2 separate regions of the Triticum aestivum genome follow, and region 2 is linked to region 1. A link is a contact called in public Hi-C data. All regions are on one chromosome and are shown on one strand. Each heading gives the region's core, a stretch centred on a gene start, on an enhancer-like site or on the middle of the called end of the contact. The rest is flanking DNA. Distances are from core to core; before and after follow the strand shown.

Region 1 (3,698 bases), core at 1,112-3,611:
ATAACTAATAAATGAACCTTTACATTTGTTTACAAGAAAGAAGTTCCCTGAATCCATGATCTATACTGCAGGTTCAACAGCATCGTTAAATGCAATCTATACTGCAGGTCACTGGAGGTTTCAGTAGCTGAATCCACTTATGCAGTAGCTTCTTACAGAAGGTCATGGGAGGTTCCAAATCAGGAGCTACATTTACCAATGTAATAGCTTCTTAGGTAACATAGAACTAAAGGCACCAGCCCAGCATCTAGACTCTAGAGTAACAAAGTTAAATCTTTCGATGGTTAAAACTTAAAACACATAGCACTTGCAGACCTAGAATTCACACAGTAATGTTAGTAAGAAAGAAACTAGGCCGTCTGAATATATCATCTAGTTTTTGCTTCCTACTCTGTCCCTCTGCCCCATCTCTCAAACAAAGATAGGTAGTCTGAATATGTCACTTAGTCTTCGCTTCCTATTATATATCATTATGCCCCGTATCTCATTAAAGGTGCATCAACACATGATTCCCTAACGAACAAAAAAGCGGATCATATACAAATGCACTAATACAACATGAAAGCCTTTTTGGAGTTGGATCAAGCAATCATTTGCAAATAGCAATTAAGATCAAACTGACCCTGCAATTGACATATCATATTTCTTGACTGCTTTGTTCTTGTGGACACATCCAGAGTTTGGAAAAGGCACTTGGTGCATTCATACCAAGGAAGACCTTTCCGAATTCCTAGCATGGTCCTGCAGTTGCATTTTAAGTTATGGATCATAGATGTGAAAATTGTTGGTTCCAGAAAACGGCGGATAGTTACATTCGAGTAATTTAAGAAGTACAGAAGTGTTGTTTAGAGGGATACTGTAGCCATGGCATCGGGATTGAGTCGGTAGTACAGGCTGAATAGAGTAAATAGAGTAAAATTTGTTGAGACATAATTGCAGGCTATGTGTAGCATAATGTGTGTCTGCATGCAAACAAACCCTCTTTACACGAAACCTACCACCTATTCAGATTCAAAATCAGAGAAGCTTGATTCTCAATGATTGGATACCTAGTAAATGAACCTTCACATTTGTTTACCAGAAATAAGTTCCCTGAACCCATTATCTATACTGTAGGTTCAACAGCACTTTTAAATGCAATCTATACTGCAGGTCACTGGAGGTTTCAGTAACTGAATCTACATACGTGGTAGCTTCTTACTGCAGGTCAGGGAGGTTCCAAATCAGTAGCTAAATCTACCAATGTAATAGCTTCTTAAGTAACATAGAGCTAAATGTACCCGCACAGCAGCTAGACTCTAGAGCAACATAGTTAAATCTTTCCATGGTTAAAACATATAGCACTTGCAGAACCAGAATTCTCACGGTAAGGTTAGTAACAAAGAAACTATACGGTCTGAATATATCATTTACTTTTTGTTTCCTACTCTGTCACTCGTCCCATCCCTCAACAAAGGTAGGTAGTCTGAATATATCGATTAGTCTCCGCTTCGTACTATATATCATTATGGCCCATATCTCATTAAAAGTGCATCAACACATGATTTCCTACCGAACAAAAGGGCGGATGATATACAAATGCACTAGTACAACATGAAAGCCTTTTTGGAGTTGGATCAAGCAATCATTCGCAAACACCAATTAAGATCAAACTGGCCCTGCAATTGACACATCAAGTTTCCTGAATGCTTTGTTTGCGTGGACACACCCAGAGTTTGTAAAAAGGCACTTGATCCATTCTATTAGCAAGGAAGACATTTCTGATTTCCGTGGATGGCCATCTCACTCTTGGTACTGAACTTTTATCAGTTTGAATATATGAAGCGGTCTGGGGGCTCCATTCCTTTCTCTATTATTAATAACATAGGTCATGATCAACATCCTGATCATTAGGGTCTCTCTACCAACATAGGCCATTAATGCAAGCACCTAGGCATGGAATTATCGAAGCGCAGCAACAGCATTTCGAGGAAATGGTAACCGCAGCATAATCATCAGCATTGACTATTTGATGACAGCGAGCGAAGCATTGACTATTTGATGACAGCGAGCGAAGCACAAAAGTAAACCAAATCTAGGCGCCAAAATATATCTTACCACCATAAGAGTGCCGATTTACAAGAACACCATAATGTACGAAGGAGGAAGGGGAAACTTACAGCGAAACCCTAGCGGGAGATGGCGACATTTTGGGGAAGAGAGTGGGGGGAGGTGGCGCCATAGGATAGGATCGAAACAGAACGCCACTGGTGGCAGAGAGAAGCGAAGAGAGGGAGCGGAGCCGCGGGAGCGATCTGGGCGCGGCGGCACTGACGCTCCTCCGCCGAGACGAAGCGAAGCAGATTTTTTTTTTTTTTTTTTGAGAAATGCGAAGCAGGGTGGGATGGGTGGCGTGCGCGTCGGCTTCAACTGGGCTACAATGGGCTGAATTCCTTCAGGAGCTCGAGCCAGCCCGTTAAGGTTCGGCTCGGACCTTTTTTTTACTCGGGAAAGGAAAAAATAAATATGGGCCTTGAATCGGGGAGGTGGGCAGCCCATAACATTGTAGTAGTTTCGTGCTGACGGATTCAACAACGCAGCCCAAGGCGGCACGCGGCTGGCGCCGGAGACCGCAGCCGCGTGCGACGCGAGCGCGACCAGGCAAGAGCCACGCCCCAACCACCCACCCACCCAACCCCGTCGCACCACACGGAGTACGTACGTGCGTGCGTGCGTCCCCATCCCTCCAACGGACGGACGGAGACGGTGGTGGACGTGCAGCCACGGCCGTGCGGGCAGGCGCAGGCGATCGTTTTCGTCGTCAACCCAGCAGTAGTCCCTCTCCCTGTCCAGCCCAGTTGGGCGCCAGCCAGGCCACATGACCAGACGCCAACACCATCCAGCGACCTCGTCACACCTCGTGTGCGCTGCGTACGTGCTCCACATCAGACTCAGCGCGCCACGGACGGATCGAGCTACCGTCCAAAACGGCGTCGGTGTGGCCGTGCTAGTACCATCATCATCAGCTGCTGCTGCCAGGCCAGGAGCGCAGCTGCAGGCAGGCCGAAACAAACAGACAGCAGAGTGGTAGTGGCGGTACACGCCTTTATTGCCAGTCCACGGGCTCGCGCTCACACATCTCCGCTATACGTTCTTCTCATCAGGACCACACCTCGGCCATCGGCGTGCTAGCCCATCAAGATTCATGGAGGAGCGACCAACCCCATTGAATCCGTCTGCCCAGCCGTTGCATTTCCTCCGATCTGCGAGCCAGAGGACGCACGCATGCACCTGAGAGCCGAGAGTTTCAGAGCCAGCCACGCCCCTGCCCGCATCAGTGGATCAGCGTCGCAGGATGTACCACACAACCCTACCCGCTCTGTCCGTCCGTGTCGATCTTCGCCGGGGTCCGGCCCGGCCCGGCCCGGCCCGGGGGAAAACAACAAGGGCGGCGTGGTGGGTGGTACCGCGGTGGTGGCAGTAGTACAGGTCGTTTTCCTGAAGAGAGGCAGAGGCCACGTACTACCACTCGTATCGTACTACGGGGCTGTTTGGTTGCCACCTTAGCTTGCCACGCCAAAGTGTGGCGTGCCACAGCTCCCTGGCATGTGTTTGGTTCTATACTAATATTTGGCTCAGCCCATAGGAGCATCCGCTGTAGAAATTTCTGCCTAAGGTGCGGCGTTTGTTTTGAGCGCCACAGTTTGTGTGGCGAGCCA
Region 2 (3,793 bases), core at 801-3,300, 390 kb after region 1:
AAGGTACACAAACCAATTAGGTTTGCTCTTAAGTTTATTTCTTGTAGTTTTGAGAAATCCACCGTGATATAAGCTCCCACACCGCACTGCAAGATCCTCCTAGCTCACAAGAGCTGATGATTTTTCAGGTTATTAGAAGAGTTGTTGTATAGTTTTGTGCAGTTTTCAAAAGAAATCTAGATAAGTACTCCCTCTAAGAAATATAAGAGCGTTTAGAACAGAGGGAGTACAACACAAACTCAGCATGAGAAGTCAAAACGAATATTAGTATAATAAGTACACTTGTCATAGCAAATAACCAAGTTGGCTAAACCGACCTCTAGCTGGCACATACGGCTGTGCAAAATGACGGACAAATAGCCTCGCAGGCCAACACAAGGTAATAGCGTTGCCAATCACTCAGTAGGGCCAAAAAGGGAAAGCATTTTGGCTTGCGAGCTCAAGCTATAGTTTGGGTGCATCCTATTCTTTTTTTCTGGTACAAGTGATCCCTTTTTGTTCAAGGTACATAGATCAATTGTACATATGTTTGTTTGTAGTTTTGTGTAATAGTCATCGTGGTATAAGATTCCACACCACACATGCACCAGCTCATGCGTTTTATGACAACAAGATAATCCCTCGAGAACACTACATGCTCCTAACTTACATTTTTTTATTTTAAACATGCGCAAAAGCTTTGTCTTTTCTCATTAATTAAGTTTACATGACATATCCGATGATGGGAATACGGGAAAAAGGCTCCTCTCGTGGTATGATGGACTTCAAATGCTTCGTGCCAGTCAAAAACCCATCCAGAAGCTTCCCCATTTATCTCGGCGACGATGACGGAGGACATTGAGGAAACCTTTTTGAAAACGCCACATTCATTACATTCATCGTGTTCCATATTTGCACGAGCTGACAAGCATGTGTAGGACTTTTCGTCGGGTTCACTCTTGATTATCTTTATAAGCGAGGCCATCCCTTTTGATTTTTCAACTGTTTCTTTGGTAGTAATTAACCAGCTGATTTTTTTTCACAAAAAAAATTTGCGTGACAATTTTTATATTTCACTCAAATCCCACCCGGGTCGAGCACTCTAGCTCACATGTCACTCACGAAAATGTTGGACCTGTTCCAAAATAAGAACCATCATGCCAAAACGGCGCTAAAGCGACTTGGTTTACGTGTGAGTTCGAGTAGTTAGTTTGGGTGCCTCTTAATTTAACCAAATGTAAGTGCCACACATGTGGCACGAAGCAATCCCGCCTTGACGTTTTTACAACTAAAGTTGCCATCCGAAAAGAAAAAAACAAAGCTAAAAAAAACTGAAACTTGCCATCCGAAAAAAAAGTTGTCATGCTTGTGACAACTAAAGTTGTCATCCCACATCATACTACAAGATCCTCCAAGCTCACCAGAGCTGATGCATTTTTTTTCTTTCCTTTGAGGGAATCAGAAGAGCTGATGTATGGTTTGTGCAGCAGTTTTGAAAAGAAGTCTAGATAACCCCAGCATCTCACAAGACAAACGCATATAGCATTACAATAAGCACACTTGTCCTAGCAAATAACCAAACCGACCCCGAGCGAGCTGGCGCAAGCGGCCCGTGCAAACGACGAGCAAATAGCCCCTCAGGCCGGGACAAGGACAGGAACGAAGAAAGAAAGAAAATTGTTTCACGAGGAGAAGGGGATAATTTTATACTGCTAGCACCAACGCTGCCAATCAGACGAGGCAGGCAGGGGGCGGCGAGCGAGCGAGCGAGGGATGGATAGATACGCGGGAGACGTGCGGGCGTACAGGCAGAGAGAGTGGGGAGAGAGAGAGACAGGGTGAGTCCACCTCAGCTTCAGGTGAGCTGGCCGGTGGCCGCTGGGGCATTTTTCTATTTCTGCGGCCTGCCCGGTTTCCAATTCCGACGAGCCAAAACAGACGGACGGGAAAGGGGTCGGGGGAGGGAGAGAGAGAAAAAAACGGGGGAATAAAAAGGGAAAGAAATAAAGCGAGAGGAGAATCCCAATTCCCCAAGTAGTACGCACGAGAGGGGGGAGGGAGGAGGGCAGCGCGCACACACCAGGGGAGGGGAGGGGGAGGGGAGGAGGACTACAAGAGAGGAGAGAGAGGCGGGGGGCGAGGGGCAGCGGCAGAGGGCTGCAGCAGGGGCAGAAGCATTAGAAGGGGCAGTTGTAACCAAGTGGCAGCAGTAGATAGAGCCATCTATCTATCTCTCTCTACAGGTATAAATCCTTGCTCGCTTCCTCGCTCGCTTGCTTTGCTTGCTCGCTCGCGCATCTGGTAGGACGGAGGGGGCAGAAGGAGTTGGTGGTGGGGAGGGAGGGAGGGAGGGGATTTCTCGGGCGCCGCGGCGATGGGGGCGCGCTGATTGGGTCGCCGGCCGCGATCTTTCAGTCCAGATTTCCTTGGGCGGGCCCGTGCGTGATCTTGCCATGGGTTCGATTTGTTCTTGTTAGGTGATTCTTTCTTGCCCCTCCTGCGCATGTTCTTCCTTCCTCTGTTGGATTGGATTGGATTGGATGGAGCCGCCCCCTGCTTCTCCGCCTGGATTCGCGTCGCCCGGCGGGGTCGCCGCGGATGGTGGGAGCAAGATTTGGTTTGGTTCTCGGGGGAACGATTTGGGGGTGGGAGGGCGGCAGATCGGTTGGGTTCTCGCCGGAAGATTCGATTTTTACGCCTTGTTTTCTTCACGCGCCCCTCTCAGATCTCAAATGCCCCTGGTCCTGATCCGTTTCTTCTCGCCGATTTCGTCCGCGCTTACTTTCCTCCCTCCCCTGTTAATTCCATTATTATTGCAGATCGCGGCTAGGAGATCAGCGAGCGCGCCCAGATTTCTCCCTTTCCGGATCAGTCTCATCCGAGAAGATAATAAGCCGAGCGGGAGGGGGAGAGGCCATGATGCTGGAGGGCAAATCCTGCCTCGTCTCGCGCTCCCTGCCCAGCTACTGCGACCCGGACTCCGACTGGGCGTTCCTCCTCAGCGGCAGCAAGCGCCCCGCGCCGGAAGACTTCGGCGCGGAAGACATGGAGGAGGTAGACGCCGGCGGCGGCAGCGGGAAGCGCAGCAAGTCGCCTTCCCCGCAGCCGCACACGCCGGACATCACCGAGAGCCACGGCTCCAGCCGCCATGCCTCCTCAGGCAGCAGCGGCGGTGGGGAGCAGCAAGGCTCTGGGGCCAATCTCATTGGCGAGATTGGCCGCGACCTCTCCATCAACTGCCTCCTCCGGCTCTCCAGGTCGGACTATGGCTCCGTCGCCTCCCTCAACAGGGACTTCAACTCCCTGGTGCGCAACGGGGAGATCTACCGCCTGCGGCGGCAGAATGGTATCGCCGAGCATTGGGTCTACTTCTCCTGCAATGTCCTGGAGTGGGATGCCTATGACCCCTACAGGGAGCGCTGGATCCAGGTGCCCAAGATGCCACCGGATGAATGCTTCATGTGCTCTGACAAGGAGTCCCTGGCTGTGGGCACCGAGCTGCTTGTGTTTGGGATGGCACACATTGTGTTCAGATATAGCATCCTGACCAATTCATGGACAAGGGCTGATCCCATGAACTCTCCCCGGTGCTTGTTTGGATCAACAAGCGTCGGTGAAAAGGCGTATGTCGCTGGAGGCACCGATGCTTCTGGAAAGATACTGAGCTCTGCAGAGATGTATGACTCTGTGACACACACTTGGACACCCCTTCCCAGCATGAATAGGGCTAGGAAGATGTGTTCTGGTGTGTTCTTGGATGGCAAGTTCTATGTGATCGGTGGTGTTACCAACAACAACCAGGTACTGACATGTG

What was found. Hi-C and Micro-C count contacts between places; a contact is called where the count stands out from the background.
Region 2: a contact with region 1 is called in a Hi-C map of leaf, with 5 times the contacts expected there. The contact joins the promoter of LOC123093323 here to the promoter of LOC123093322 in region 1. A contact is called at or near these places in 4 of 5 Hi-C or Micro-C datasets (leaf and an unstated tissue) and 1 of 1 datasets of contacts at active chromatin or transcription factors (leaf).

What each region holds. Positions count from the first base shown.
Region 1 is chr4B:571,257,371-571,261,068 of IWGSC CS RefSeq v2.1, forward strand. LOC123093322 (transcription factor ILI6) reads right to left here and starts at 2,362. Exons shown (of 3, transcript XM_044515252.1): 1 at 2,160-2,362. The coding sequence starts at 2,221.
Region 2 is chr4B:571,644,797-571,648,589 of IWGSC CS RefSeq v2.1, forward strand. LOC123093323 (F-box/kelch-repeat protein SKIP11) reads left to right here and starts at 2,051. Exons shown (of 2, transcript XM_044515254.1): 1 at 2,051-2,222; 2 at 2,799-3,793. The coding sequence starts at 2,896.